Linked DNA regions of Canis lupus: region 1 is linked to region 2. Evidence: chromatin contacts called from public Hi-C data. All regions are on one chromosome and are shown on one strand. Each heading gives the region's core, a stretch centred on a gene start, on an enhancer-like site or on the middle of the called end of the contact. The rest is flanking DNA. Distances are from core to core; before and after follow the strand shown.

The links. A called contact is a pair of places that touch in the nucleus more often than the background predicts.
Region 1: a contact with region 2 is called in a Hi-C map of skin fibroblasts, with 5 times the contacts expected there. The contact joins two enhancer-like sites. A contact is called at or near these places in 2 of 9 Hi-C or Micro-C datasets (amygdala and skin fibroblasts).

The regions. Positions count from the first base shown.
Region 1 is chr19:53,554,015-53,557,418 of UU_Cfam_GSD_1.0, reverse strand. All of the region lies in intron 2 of RND3 (rho-related GTP-binding protein RhoE), which reads left to right. Among named protein-coding and RNA genes, the nearest start is that of RND3, 8.7 kb to the left of the region's middle. Within about 2 kb of position 1,303, at least 4 of the 20 cell types and tissues checked have an H3K27ac peak or open chromatin away from gene starts, as enhancers often do.
Region 2 is chr19:52,837,398-52,841,055 of UU_Cfam_GSD_1.0, reverse strand. No RefSeq gene overlaps it. Among named protein-coding and RNA genes, the nearest start is that of MMADHC, 8.9 kb to the right of the region's middle. Within about 2 kb of position 2,220, at least 3 of the 20 cell types and tissues checked have an H3K27ac peak or open chromatin away from gene starts, as enhancers often do.

The DNA.
Region 1 (3,404 bases), core at 54-2,553, 720 kb before region 2:
GCCAGACACAGAAGTGCTGCCCAGACTTGATTCACATTCTTGGGATTATTGCTGATTTGAAGCTTTCATGCTTAGTAGCGATGGCATGAGGAAATGGAATCTGGTAATAATTGGGCAGATTCATCCAGGCCCACCTGTTAGCTGCTGGTGGGTACAGATGTTCTCTAGCTGGCCACTAAAAACACTAAAACGTTAATATATTTTCTCTGCCAACATCCTGCCATATTCCTAATTTTACTGCTCTTGGTAGGAACTTCTCGTGGGGGACGGGAAAGTTTTTCAATTTCAGGTTCAAGGAAAGGAAGTTGTGTTTATGAAATAACTCGAGGGGTCTGCAGCTCTCAAGCTCCCATAAAACCTCAGTGTTTGAACTGGTTTTGCAAAAGGTTCCATACAGCTTCCCTGTTGGGCACGAATCTTCTTACGTATACATTTAATTATGGACATATATGGTGTGTTCTATCTTCGTGCAAGGATGACTGAAGCAAGAAGCTATGTGTCTGCAGAATTAGTTTCTGGGTGAGGCACTTGGTGACTATTCTCGGGCTGGAAACAGTGCCGTCACCCAGAATTCACGATCTTGAGGACAAAGATGGTCAGACCTGAAGCTTCAAAAGCCCTTCAGAACTCTGCTGACGTTAGCCAAGCTCGAGGAGCTCCGAGGGCCCCAAATGCCTACTTACCTGGTCTACACAGAGCAAAGCACCTTGAGTGTATTGGGCGGGGCGGGGCGGGGTGTGGACCCATGTTGCATACGTGCTGCAGGTGCTTCTTTACGATAGAGCTTGCTGGGGTCCACCCTTTATGTTCTGATAGGTGAACTAGGCAGGACCTGGACAGTGCTGTGTGCACAGAGTTGCCTGTAGGGTGACAAAACTGTGGTGTTAGGGACTGCCCAGGGGCCTGGAGCTGTTGCACCCGCCAGGAAGGGGTTGGACCTGACAAGCAGAGCTCAGTCCCTGGGCAGACTGGGTGAGCCCGGGGGCACCCCTGGGTGCTGGGTCCTGGTTGTGTGTAAGCAGTGCCCTTCCTGCGGACTACCCAATGATGCTGCACCCTTCCTTGGGCTGTGCTCAGGTCTACACTTAACCTGGAAGCTTTTCATGTGCATCTTTTTTAAATCTGTAGAATTTAGATTTTTTTGTTGTTGTTGTTTGGCTTAGTAGAATGTTGGGAGACTTTTTTGGAGGGACGCGGGAGGTAGAGGCAGGCACCGTCCCGCTCATCTGCCTACCTGGGCTCGATCCTTCATGTCACAGCTGCTGGCCTGTGTTGCTGTCCCTTCACGGGCACCCCGGGGGGGTCCCCTCCGTGTCCCTGTGGCTGCTGGGGGGGCCCACACTCGGGGATCACGCCCCACCCTCACATGGGCTCTATAGCCACGGAGGATTTGGGAAGAATTCAGAGTGCTGAAACGCAGGGTGCCTGCTGTCCAGTCAGGATTTGTTTTTTAACTGACGGCCCTGCTTCGCCCTGCTTTTCCTGGTACGATAGTTCTCTATGATTCCATGTCGTCTTTTTTTCGTGACTACAAAATTATAATAGAGACAGATTTTTCATTCCGAAAAAGTGTTCACCTTAACCCCAGCAAAAAAACAAAATGAACAAGTGGACTTTTCATCTTTAATGACAAATTACTCTTGTAGTTAGTGGTTAGACAAATTATGCTTATAACTAATAAGTGTGGGCATCGGTTTTTATTAGCACCTTTGGACACTTGTTGATCTAAAAGTGCTGGTCGTTAGCAAAAGTAATAAGGCAGGATCAAAGTGTCATTCATAATTAGGTCTTGTTAAAGCTCTTTAAAAGAGCTCTCTACCTTGGAAGTGAGTTGGTTTACTTCTCATGAACCTTTGCATACAGATGTACTTTCTTTTCTTTTCTTTTCTTTTCTTTTCTTTTCTTTTCTTTTCTTTTCTTTTCTTTTCTTTTTTTTTTTTTAAGATTTTGTTTATTTATTCATGAGAGACGCAGGCAGAGGGAGAAGCAGGCTCCATGCAGGGAGCCTGATGTGGGACTTGATCCTGGGACTCCAGGACCACGCCCTGGGCCAAAGGCAGGTGCTCAACTGCTGAGCCACCCAGGTGCCCCTGTATTTTTATTTAAAATATGAAAGCAAATAAGAACAAAAGCAGAAGCAAACCTCCATAGACTCTGGTTTCAGTTGCAAACAGTTTCGTTTTCAGGTGCCACCACTACAGGTACGCCAGGTACTCCGAGGCACAGGGGGCAGCTCCCTTGATAGTAGTAAGTGGGAGTCTCCACCTTTGGCTGAGGACTGAAGACAAAGCCAGACCCTCTCTGGGGCCAAAAGTGGGTGGGGAGGGGAAACCCAGTACCAGAGGGAGGGAGGAGAATGCTCTGCAGCCACACAGTGACCTAAGTGCTGAATCTACTTCCGGGTTTTACTGGTAGTCCCAGTGCTGATTATTGTTTTAGCGCCATAGTAATTCCCCAGATGTCTTGGTTAAACTGTACTTGGGAAAGGTGGTCTCCATTGTCGGGGAGTGGGAGGGGGAGTCTCAGATCCAAGATGAGTGGTGAGCACTGTCAGATCTAAGAGGAGTGGTGAACACTCTTGGATCCAAGGTCAGTGGTGAACAGGCTCAGATCCAGGATGAGTGGTGAACAGTCTCGGGTCCAGGGTGAGTGGTGAGCACTCAGATCTAGGAGGAGTGGTGAGCACTCTCAGATCCATGGTCAGTGGTGAGCACTCTTGGATCCAGGAGGTGTGGTGAGCACTCTCGGATCCAGGGTGAGTGGTGAGCACTCTCAGATCCAAGGTCAGTGGTGAGCACTCTTGGATCCAGGAGGAGTGGTGAGCACTCTCAGATCCAAGGTCAGTGGAGAGTACTCTCAGATATAAGGTCAGTGGTGAGAGCACTCTTAGATCCAGGATGAGTGGTGAGCACTCTCAGATTACAAGGTCAGTGGTGAGCACTCGGATCCAGGGTGACTGGTGAGCACTCAGATCTAGGATGAGTAGTGAGCACTCTCAGATCCAGGGTGACTGGTGAGCACTCTTGGATCCAGGGTGAGTGGTGAGCACTCAGATCTAGGATGAGTAGTGAGCACTCTCAGATCCAAGGTCAGTGGTGAGCACTCGGATCCAGGGTGACTGGTGAGCACTCTCAGATCCAGGATGAGTAGTGAGCACTCTCAGATCCATGGTCAGTGGTGAGCACTCTTGGATCCAGGAGGAGTGGTGAGCACTCTCGGATCCAGGGTGAGTGGTGAGCACTCAGATCTAGGATGAGTAGTGAGCACTCTCAGATCCAAGGTCAGTGGTGAGCACTCTCAGATCCAGGATGAGGGGTGAGCACTCTCGGATCCAGGAGGAGTGGTGAGCACTCTCAGATCCAGGGTGACTGTGAGCACTCTCGGATCCGGGATGAGTGGTGAGC
Region 2 (3,658 bases), core at 971-3,470:
GAAAGGAGATACAGACAAATCTTAGTTATATTTGAAGATTGACACCTCTCTTTCAGTAATTAATAGAATATGTAGTCAGAAAGTCTAAAGGATGGACATAGACAATTTGAACAAGGTTATCAATTACCCTCACCTAAAAAAAACATTTAAAAATACTATACACAACAGCAGAATACACAAATTCTCCAAGCACGTATTGAATATTTACCAAATGAGATCATATTCGAGTCCATAAAATTTCTCAATAAATTTAGGAGAAATGAAATCTTATAAAGTATATTTATTTCATGTCTGCAAAAGGGTTAAAATAAAAATCGACAAGGGATATTTGGGAAACTCCCAAATACTTGAAAATTAAACAACACATTTCTAAATAACTCATCAATAAAAAAGAAATAACAAGGAAAAATATAAAATATTTTGAATTGAATAAAAATAAAAACACAAATTGTCAAAATTTCTGGAACATAAGCTAAAGCAGAGATTAGAGGGAAAATTACAGCAAATGCTTCTATTAGAAAAAAAGAAAGGTCTCAACTCAATTACTAAGCTTCTACCTTAAGAAATTAGAAAAAGAATGGAAAATTAAACCAAAAGCAAGCAGGGAGAAGAAAATAATAAAGAGCAAAAATCAATGGCATGAAAAACACAAAACCTACTACTAAGAGAAAAATCAACGAAATCGATAAATCTCTAGTCAGATTGATCAGGAAAAAAAGACACAAATGACCAACACTTGGAATGAAGAAGAAACATTATAAATCCTAAAATATCAAAAGATGATTCCTGCCCCTGAAGAGTTTATAATCTAGTTGATAGGGCAGGCTCTACGCACAGAGAAAAATGAACAATCTTATACTTGAATCAACAACAACAATAACTTTAATGAGAATCCATCACCTATTATATGCCAGAAAAGGTTCTAAGTACTTTTTATATATTAAATATTTTAATCATCACAACCATAATAGGTAGATACCATTATTTACTCCAGTCTACAGAAATGTACCTTAGGCACTCGCCCAATGTAGATACGGTAATGGTAGATACAATTTAGTAACTGAGACTCAGGAGGAGAAATCAGGACAAGGAGGAGAAAAGAGGATTGCACTGGCCTTGGGAATTTGTCATGGAAGACATAAGGCCTAAGCTATCTCTTGGAAGGTCTCTCCTGACGTCTACCAAGATTTACACTAGGTGTCGCAATCTGATATTAGATCTACTAGAGATCTAGTACTTCAACACAGTAGCTTACACCCACGTTTCAGCTGCTTCAACAAGCATTTATCGAATACTTACTGTGTTTTCGGCTCTGGGATCATAGACCCAGGCAGAAGATCTACTGAATATGTATATACAACATGCACCCTACTGGTAGATGTCACGGAGCCACAGTCCTCGCTCTCAAAAAGCTCAGAGTCTAGTTAGTTGTGTGTGTGTGTGTGTGTGTGTGTGTGTGCAAACAAATTAGAAAGCAACTGAGACTAGGTGGTAATTATGAGCGAACCTGAATAATATTATATACGAGTCCAGGAAAACGGAAGATTAGTGTGTTATCCAGAGCTTCATGAAGGAGAGGCATTGGATTTGAATACTGAAAGACTAATCATACATATAAAGAGAGAGAGAGAAGAGGGGCAATACCAGCTGTTGATGAGGAAAATTCAGGTGGGAATCAACAGCCTGCTTAGCTAAATGTAGGTGATGCCAGAAGATGGCTAAAGATAAAGCTGAACATGCAAAGCAGGTGGAGCAATAAAAGTTGGGGCATAAAAATTAGGTTGAATCCCAGATTTTTGTTGAAAATGTAGGCTTGATAAATTTCTCCCCTAAATTCTAACTAAATTATTCTGTTTTATTCAGGCAAGAGAAAGGGCATAAACACAAGAGGGAGTGCAGAGATCTCCCAAAGCAATAGAGAAAAATGTTTCAGTGATCATTTGCTATGCATGTCATTTCCCTGGGAACTCAGAAATATCAATAAAAATTAAAATAGAGAAGAAATATACCTAATCCAAGATTTTATTGATTTTTAAAAGACAAAAGCTTCTTTAAGCAATTAACATGCATCACTGATGCCACCAAACATCATCAAACCATGTAAGAGGAAGCTTAGAGTAATACAATCACTGATACTCCTGTGGGCTGGTAAAGTGGCTGCTGTGCTCAAATGACAGGGCACTGGGTCTTCAGGGTGTCCAAGGGATATTCCCACCGCAATCCATCAGCAGACTGGCAAGTGTTCTTAGTGACAGGAACACACAGCCCAGGAATACAGTCCTACCCTCGCTTGTGGCTCACAGCACCTCAGCGCAGGGCTGCTCTCCTGGCTCCCTCTAATGGCCCCAAATACCAATTAAGCAGCTTCATCATCTCTGTATCTATATTGGAACATAGGTATCAAGTTTGAATGCCTGATGAGACTAATTAAGTGCTTTGCAGGAGTGTGAGGTAATCAGTCCTGGAAGGGAAGGGGGAGAAAGGCAATGCCCAGAAGTGGATCTGACATGGTTCCTGTCCCTGTTGAAGTTTCATAAGATCACAGCCGAAAGAACATTCTACCATAAATTGAAAGGCTCTGCATTAACAGCAGGAAACAAAAACCCATTTCACAACTCATCCCCTACTAATGCAGCACACCCACCGCAAATCCTCAAGTCGTCGCGTTGTCCTATATCGCCACCTAACGTCCACAGGCAAGTGCATGCTAACACTAGCTGAGCCCAAAAAGTGACATTTTTTCTGCAAAGCCCTTCCAAGGGCTTCCAGGTAGACCTAGCTGTTCACGTCAGGATTCCTAGTGTGATTCCTCATTCTACTCCAGGGCATACCGGTGAAAATGTAATAATGAATTTATTTTATGAGAGTTAAAATCCCATTCTGTGGATTGCCCTCAAGTGCTTTGAAACTGCAAACTCTGTAAACTGCTCCCCGGGATGACTTTTTCCTTTTCTCTCTCTCTTTCTTTTTTAGAGGAGGGGGGCAGGCAGAGGGAGAGGAAAAATCCCAAGCAGTCTCCCTGTCCAGTGCGGAGCCCCACGCCGCGCTTGACCTGAGATCATGACCTGAGCCAAAAATCCAGAGTCAGGTGCTTAACCAACTGAGCCACCCAGACACCCCAGGATGACTCTTGACCCTCAGCATACATCTGACTCCCCACTTTTCCTTCTCACGATCTTCTATTATTGGAGTATGGATCCCGTCTACAGAGTGCATACACTTTGAAAGCATTCTTTGCCGCATGAGATATAACTGGGAAGAGAGGGCTGTATCAGAAATGCACCCAAATTGTTCATAACACCAGCATTTGATTGGCTTTACAATTGGTTCATTTTGTAGATTCACCCTTTCCCTCCTTCTACTCCTGCAACCACACAGTGGGAAAGAGAAAGAGATTTTTTTTAAGATTTTATTTATTTATTTATGAGAGACACAGAGAGAGAGAGAGAGAGGCAGAGACACAGGCAGAGGGAGAAGCAGGATCCACGCAGGGAGCCCAACGTGGGCCTTGATCCCCGGTCTCCAGGGTCACGCCCCGGGCCAAAGGCAGGTGCTAAACCGCTGACCCACCCAGGGATCCCCGAGAAAGAGATGTTAATGAATAATCAAAACTCAACAGAATATGACAAAAATAATTCCAAGGATTAATTACTTCAGA